Linked DNA regions of Anser cygnoides: all the other regions are linked to region 1. A link is a contact called in public Hi-C data. All regions are on one chromosome and are shown on one strand. The core of a region is the stretch at or near the end of the contact, and the rest is flanking DNA. Distances in the headings are between cores, read along the strand shown.

Region 1 (2,700 bases), core at 144-2,643:
GAACATCAGGGAACACTTTTTCCAATGTCAGGTTGACTGAGCACTGACCCAGGTTGCCTGGAGAGATTTGAGATCTTCAAAAGCCTCCTGGACAACCAGCTCCAGGGCAGGGGAGTTGGACCAAACAACCTCCAGAGGTCTCTTCCAGCTTCAACCATTGTGTGCTTCTGTGGGGAAAACAAAACTAAAATAAACTTGTATTTATTTTCCAATGATACAAACATCATCCACAAATGATCTCTATGGCTAGAGCTGCAAGATCATCAGGCTCTGCAACACTACATACTTTAATCTTCTGAGAACCCAACATCTTGTACTAAAAGGTACCAAATCACCCAGAATAGAGATGAACACAGAGTGACTTGTGTGTTTTGGATAAGACAGGGATCATCTTTTACTCTAGTAAAAAGCCTAAAGAAAAAGTCTTATTTGTTTCTTCAAGGATAAAAAGGATTGAAATACTTAAAAACAAATACACATGCCTTTTATAATACCTGAAAAATTGCTTTAACCTCAGCAGCTTCTAAAAATTTTGCCTTTTTTTTCCCTGAGGTCTGCCTTAATCAATCAAGCTGCAATGCCTCTGGCAGTCATACTGAAATGCAACCACACTGGCTACTGGAGAAGACAGTAAAATATGTTAAATTGGACCTAACAGCTCACACTACCTGCTGTGTATGTCCTCTGGATATAACTTACCAAACACACTATAGAAAGACTACATAACACTGCAAGATGAGAAGTCAATTCACAATGCTATAATAAAACAATATTTCCTAAATGCTGCTTTCTGAGACTCATTCATTGTAACCCTATACTTCCATCTCCAGCAAAATGTCCCAATTGCTAGACAAAGCCCAGAATATAAATACTCTTCAAAGTCTTGCTTAGCATCCCTGCCTCTTCCTTACCAACTAATTTTTACCACATTCACAGTACCATCCTTCTCAGTAGGAGCAGGCACTCACACACCTCAGCATCACTCCAGTCATGTGCAAAGCCAACTGGCCACTGCCAGTAGCAACTTCCGTGAAATGCACATGCTGCTCCTCAGACTTAAAATGTATTTGAAATTCACTTACCTTATCAGGTTGGATGGGAATCTTTAATCAAACACTATTATTTAAAAAACAGAAAATAAAAAACTTGCTAAGCCAGGAATAACTAAAACACACACATCTACAGAAACCAAGCTTGCACTCCATGATGTAAAAATGACAAAATAAGTTAGTTTTCTTTCCATGTTGGTTTCAGTAAGGTCTGCTGTGGCACAGGACTGCTATGTCATAGAAGCACGCTATGTTCAAATGTCAGAAGGCAGACACATGTCCATATTTTCTTCCTTCCTTCTCTCCAGCCCTCTCACTGGGCTCTACGCTCAGAAAGAGCCACGGGGATTAGAGCTAGAAACTTGGCATGTCCTGAATGTAAGTTCTGAAATAGTTTTTTGATTCTAAGTAGCAGCTAACAAAATTAACAAGAATGCAATGCTGGGAGCTTCTGAACGAGACAAGCACTTGAATCAAGAGGATCAAAATAAAAAAGCAAAGGAAAGCAACCATGTCCACAAGAGGGTTTTTTTTGTTTGTTTTGGGGTTTTTTTTGCTTGCTTTGTAGGCCTCGTGACCAGTCATGTCAAAATAGGAGTCTGCAAACTGAACTTTGTGATCTCAAGAGCTGAGCTGGAACATCCACAGAAGCAGCTGTAAAGTCAGCATTGCATCTAAGAATAACTGAAGTCACACTTTCATTTCTGAGTGTTTATGAAGAAATTACATGTTCCTTTACGCTGACACAGAAAATTCCATTCTAGATATAAATGAAATATGTCCGTACATCCAGGGGAAGACAAAAGTCAGGTTTTGACACCAATTTCTATGAAGCAAAGCAAATTTCATTGCTAAACTTTCAAAAATAAACAAGCAAATAATACCACAGTCCATAACACTATACATAGATAATATAACAAATAAGCCATATAAAAATTTTCCAGAAGTTCCCCAAGACAGATTGATTAGCTGAGGAAAAAAATAATAATATAATTTTGCCAATCTCTGGGAAAAGATAAACAGAGTCCCTGTCTTTAGATTCAGAGACCTTGGAAATCCTCAGCAGCGTTTTGTACCCCAAGGAATTGGCTTGAACCCAGGAAGTGCCCTGAAGGAAATTTTTGGCCAGTAATCCCCAATAACTTGCCATGCCACCATTATTTCCCTGTCTCTGACAGTCCCGGTGCTCCTCTAAGTTCATGCCAATGAAGAGGAACTGTGCCTGAGAAGAGCTTCTGTGCTAATGGCAAAGACCTACAGCACACTCCCCAGAAATGTGTTATCACTGAAGACACAGTGCCCAGTAGTACAAGGCATAAGCAAGATAAGACTTGGATTTTCGCAGACCACTGCCTCATCACAAACTGAAACTGTTTACATGGACAATGGAGAATAAGAACACATCCAGAATGTACAAAAAAAAAAATGTAATGCACAAAAAGAGAGAGGCAGTTCCCTTGCAAGAATGACAGCTGAGAATAAGGCTCTTTTACACCTGTTTCTCCTATCAAGTACAACAGGAGCTCTACTCAAAGAACTGCGTGAAGGCGTCTGTGCGCAGTGCCTTGACTGCTGCCATACTTGACCCTGCAAATCACTGATGATAAACCATCAGAGTACAACTTTGCTACAGACTTGACAAGTTTCCCCA
Region 2 (2,700 bases), core at 19-2,518, 280 kb before region 1:
ACATATTCTCAGGCACTAAAGCTGAAAAGTGTCCTTTCTTATTTTATCTACTCACCACAATTTTTTAGCACTCGCTCTAAATTTCCTACCAAGTTGGTGAGGTTGTTCCCATGGCACTAGTAACTGCCACTCCCAGAAACGAGGAAGTCTCTTAAACACACCAACACAAGCTGATGCCGTTCATAAAAAGTGGGATTCGGCCACTCCTACTGCAGGTACAACTGGATGATGGAGCAGTGTCTGACAGGCACAAAGGAAGTGGTAAGGGATCCAGACCGGTCCTCATCGTGGTGGGGAGGTATAAGACTGGACTCAGATGTTTTGTAGGTTTGTTTTGTTTTGTTTTGTTTTGTTTTTTAATCAGGGTGCGATTTGATGCTATATGTATGCTTCTGAAGACGAAACTTAGAGCTGTTTTATGATAGTTTCTGATTATTTTTCATCTGAAGAGTGCTAAAAGATGAGTTCTTAAGACTGCTGTTCAGAGGAGTTCTTTCTCCTAATTGAGGTGCCATAATCTGAAATGAAATCCAGTGTAATATACCTACTCCCAAAGACAGATTTCCTTCAAAGGCAGAGTGAGGCTGCATAAATCTTCACCGAGCCTGCTGTAGAGTTGCTTGGATTTTACACTGGTGGGGAGATCTTGTTCCCAAAGAGCTGCTCCTTCAGCGCGCTCTGCTGGAGTCTGTGGGGGTGATTCTTCCAGATGCTGGCCTACCGGCTGCTAGCAACGCAGCATTATGAAGGCTGAAGGGGCTCTGAATTATAACAGAGCTCACAGACGTTTCCCTGTTTCCCTTTTGTGACTGGCCATCGTTCTCTGCTGTCACTGCCCAGATCCCCAGTGGCCTGGCCTTTAATAGACCTGTCCTCTTCACAGGCCTACTGGTTCCTAGAGTCCCTTGTTGTAGCCCACAGCACGTCCATGAGAGGGTGGGAGGCAGAAATCAGGAGTCAGTTTGGTGTGTAGTAACTCAGTCTTTAAAAACTGGCACTAAATGCCCACAGAGAGATTCAAGAGATGCAAAAGATGCAAGCAGTCAGCTTCCTGCCTGGTTTTCTAAGGTCTGAAGCTCCTGCTGAGGGAATTCCCATGAGTTTCAAGACTGGAATGTTTCCAGGGAAGTAAACTCCTTGCATTCACATCAGCTTCCTCCTGTGATAGCTTTGGCCTGGTAGATTGCTCTCTCCTCCTCTCACACATGCCAAAGATCATCTGATTTTTCCTGCATTACATCAAGGCTGGCTGGGAGACACGTGAAATGTGACGCCTGTTACAGCGCTCCTAGCTGAACTGTCCTTGGCAGCTGCTCTGAGTGCTGCGTAATTTCTGTGTACCTCAGAGGAAAAAGAGTAAAAGAGAGAAAAAGAAAAAGAGAGACTGTTATTCTGCGAGGATTTCTAGGAAGAAAACTGTAAAATGGATCAACACAACTTTTGTTTTAAATACAAGTTGTGAAGATGTTGATACTGGACTCAGAAGGCATGATTGCAGTCTCGCCTATTCATTTTACACTGTCTCCAGTTGAATTACGCATCACTGGTGCTAGTACAAGCATAGTCAGGGCCAAGATCTTCTGAGCCAGCAGACTTTATTATAAATGATCCCATAGTTTCAATCTGATGACTTTGTTGTTTAGCTTTCCACGAGTATTAATATTTTAGATAAATTTAAGGCCCAGTTCTTTGACTTGCACTTAACTCCAGAAGAATTACATGAATGCAGCTAAACAGAACTTGGCTTGTACTTAGTTCAGCTATTGAAATCTGTAATAAATGTATTTTATATTAATAGCTCTGTTAAGAAATAATAGACCAATTTGGGCTCTTTCATCCTTCTTGAGCAAGCAAGAAACAGAATATTGCAATTGCTAAGCTACCTTACCTTCAGTCAATTGCTAATCTGATGCACACAGTGTGTTATAGGGCAGAAACAAACTGAGCAAGCAAAACTTGCAGTGCTCCAGCACCATCAAACAGCCCAACACAAATTAATAGACTACAAATCCTCTAATGTTCAGGTCTCTTACACTGGACAGAAGGTGAAGAGGGATATGCCAAGGGATATGCTCAACACTATCTTTCTGCAGCAATCACTCATACTATTCTCTGCCTTCTATTCAGTCATGGCAGAGACTAACAGGAGGTATGAAGTTTTGGTTTTTTTTAGAAATGCTTTATATTTCCCTTGGAAAGATTATTGGAAATAATCTTGGAAATAAAGATTATTTCCAAATAATTTATTTTCTAGTTTTTCAAGAAAAAACTTCATCAGAGATGTTCCCAACACTTACATTAACTTTTGATAGGATCTCTCAGAATACTATTCAGAATACTATTTACACATTAATAAAAAAGGGGGCAGAGAGATGACAATAAATAATTCATATTTATATATACAATATACATTGTTAATGAAGTAAGAAAAACAAAAGGAGAGTGACAATTTTAATCTAGCTTATGCATGAATTACTTCTGCAACAGAAGCACTTCAGAACAGTGTATGAAATCAATGTGAATTAGACACTTGACTATTATTAATATTAATAATATTAAAAATTTGAGCGGTCTTAGATATTCTTGATGATCCCACCTACCTGTTACAACTGCTTCAAAGTAAAGAATACAATCCTAGAATTCTAAGCTTATATCCAAGGAAGCCATTTGCTGGAAACCAGAAAAGATTCCTAATCTGTG
Region 3 (2,700 bases), core at 46-2,545, 300 kb before region 1:
CAGCATGCTTTTTGAAGTGCTACTCTCATTTGTGTAAGGTTACATATCATATGCTCCTTTCCAGGACAGGTAAGATACCTGCTTAAATATAATCTGCCAAATGCAGGAAATGAGAAAGTAAAGTACTCTCTGAAAGCATCTAGAGTGGTACATTACGTTGCATTGTTTTTTTCACAGCAAGAGCACCTGGGAAAGAAACATTGCTGGCACAAGTTCAATCAGGAGATGTGGTTACAGGAGTCTTACTTTACATATGAATCAACTAACAACAGAACTGTTGTTAATTAAAGGAACTGAAATCTTCCTAAATTGGAGTTCTTTATAGATTCCTGAACCATTTAATGATGCAGGTGCTGGCTGTGGACTTTTCAAGCATTTTTGCCAAGCAACTATCAGTCCTACTCTTTGTTGTTCTTTCACTTTTTGGAAAAAAAAAAAAAAAAGTATTTCGGGGCATCATTTCACAGTTTAAACTTTAAACCAGTGTGTGCAAATGCTGCTACTGAAAGGAGCAGTCTATTTTCCTAAGGCCTTCCCTGTTCACTCCCATGCCTTCTTTTCTGCTGACACAGATGTTTTCACAGTCAAGCATTGAACCAGCTCAGGGTTCAGATCTAAGTTACAATTAGCCAGGCAAAAGCAAGTATGTAAATAAATAAAGGTTAACTGTGACCCAGATCAAATCTCTGATCCTTTGCATCACACAACTCAATGCACAGTCCTATCAGTGCAAAGGATAGAGATGTAAGGGAATCTGACAAGCAGTAGAATTGCTTCTTTCAGCAGCAGTGCTTTATTGCCTCAGCTTACGACATTAAAGCATTAAAGTATAGCCTCTGAGGGATTTGTTTCACTTTCTGTATTGGTCTAATTATATTGCTAAAATGTTTTACTCTCATATCACAGAAAGCATCTGTGTAAGTAGGTATAAATGGGGCTGTTAACTTGCTCCTCTAAGAAGTGAGTTATAAAGCTATAGTAATGTGCATCTATTAGTCTGTTAAAACCAGAGCTGACAGAGGAAGATAGTAGGTCCTTACAATTTTATTTTATTTTTTTTTGGTCGTACAGAGGAAAGTGAAACTGTTAATGGTTCCACTAAGCAAAAGACCACATCACGAGCTTCACCCTCCATCAAACAACTATCCTACTAAACATTTTTCTCATGTGTGGGATTTTCTTGGCCTTGATGTATCTCAAGTGTCAGCAATCTCTGCTTCTGCTTGTGTTGACCCTTGCATAACCCTTTGTGTTGTGCTGACATCCGCATTTGTGTGGGCATTCTGGGAAGCAGGTGAGACAACTGATCCAGTTAAAAAGTAACCCAGTCTAGAAGACCCATCAGCTGGACCAGTTTGCTGGTTTGACTTACACTGTTCACAAAAACAGTGGAGCTGGCACAGCTCAGAGCATAGCGACTGTTTAAGACAGCACTATTGCTGAAACGTTTATCTTTAGACTACACCCCTACGTCTAGCCAGACAAAGCTGCTTCACTAGGCTATATCTCGCTTTGCGTATGTGTGATCAAAGCCTACCTGGGGTAATCTCTGCCTGGCTTTGTTAACATGAGCATCTGTGGAAAAGTTACCAGATATCTAATGACTCCAAGCAAGTTGCTGAATTCAGGGCAGCATAAACTTAGAGGAGTTAAACCTTTTAAGACCTGGATTTACCAGAGTTGAAGTGCATCTCCTACAACTTCACCACTTCATCAGGCTTGGTTTGTCTGGCCCAGCGACCATCTTGACTGCAGGGTGTACTTGTTGCTTTTTTGGCAGCTCAGCGTGTAAGGTAATTTGCTTTCCAGGCTGCCTGTTGTGCAGGACTGGTTTACTTACCAAGGGCAGAGGTTTTTTGGAGGATTTATATTGCTAAGGAATTCAACGTGTTTTTTTCTCAACATGTTCCCCAAATACTTCAGCATGTACTTAATACATTCTTTTGCTAAGGGAGGATATCTGGTCCAATTTTCTTCATCTAGGGTAATTTTGTTCCAGTAAAGTCAAAATTCACCCCAAAACTTCCCATTTGGATCTCTTTAAGATAGTAATGTCGTTCTCTGAATTTGAGGGAGGGCAGATCCCTTTCGATCTCTCTCTGTATTAGCTTATAATAGGTCATAACTAACTTCATTTTCTCCTATTAAAGTTTAACTGTTGGTGTTCTTTCAAGCTGTAAGTTTGCAATCCAGCAAAATGTGTTTGTCTTGCTTTGGCCTTTAGTCTGTTCCACTATCCTCTTTTCTCCCTACAAATCGGGTAGACAGTAGCTCATGTAGATCTTTTACTGTGTGTTCTGCAATTTCTCACGTTTCGTGCCATAAGATAATACATTTAGACAGATAATCTACAGAGGGAAAGCAAAAATTTAAATAAACCATACAGTAATGTCACTTCAGTAAATACGTTTCATACAGGGCTCTGATGATTATTCCCTGATACCTACATTGCATCTCCACAAGCCTTAGCGTGTCTCTGCTTTTGTGTAGATACCACCTACCGTTCCTCTTCCTTGATAGCATCTCTCCTGCTTTCATGTAGAAATGTTTTTGGTTAAACCAAGCAGACAAAGTAACCACAAACAATGTCTGTGAAAAATACTTATTCGTGTGAGTTGTTCTGGATTTTTTTCAGAAAGAATATCTTCTAGATTAATCTTCCACAGTGCAGCTTTCTGGAATACAGCCAATTTGGTACTT

The links. Hi-C and Micro-C count contacts between places; a contact is called where the count stands out from the background.
Region 2: a Hi-C map of liver shows a contact between it and region 1, with 2.3 times the contacts expected there. The contact joins two enhancer-like sites. A contact is called at or near these places in 2 of 7 Hi-C or Micro-C datasets (granulosa cells and liver).
Region 3: a Hi-C map of liver shows a contact between it and region 1, with 7 times the contacts expected there. The contact joins two enhancer-like sites. A contact is called at or near these places in 2 of 7 Hi-C or Micro-C datasets (both in liver).

Annotation. Positions count from the first base shown.
Region 1 is chr2:73,499,259-73,501,958 of Taihu_goose_T2T_genome, reverse strand. It overlaps RPP40 (ribonuclease P/MRP subunit p40), which reads right to left. Exons shown (of 11, transcript XR_010829447.1): 9 at 49-167. Among named protein-coding and RNA genes, the nearest start is that of RPP40, 25 kb to the right of the region's middle. Within about 2 kb of position 1,393, at least 1 of the 3 cell types and tissues checked has open chromatin away from gene starts, as enhancers often do. A contact at or near this core is called in liver, where this site is marked.
Region 2 is chr2:73,778,094-73,780,793 of Taihu_goose_T2T_genome, reverse strand. No RefSeq gene overlaps it. Among named protein-coding and RNA genes, the nearest start is that of ECI2, 25 kb to the left of the region's middle. Within about 2 kb of position 1,268, at least 2 of the 3 cell types and tissues checked have open chromatin away from gene starts, as enhancers often do. A contact at or near this core is called in liver, where this site is marked.
Region 3 is chr2:73,796,431-73,799,130 of Taihu_goose_T2T_genome, reverse strand. No RefSeq gene overlaps it. Among named protein-coding and RNA genes, the nearest start is that of ECI2, 6.3 kb to the left of the region's middle. Within about 2 kb of position 1,295, at least 3 of the 3 cell types and tissues checked have open chromatin away from gene starts, as enhancers often do. A contact at or near this core is called in liver, where this site is marked.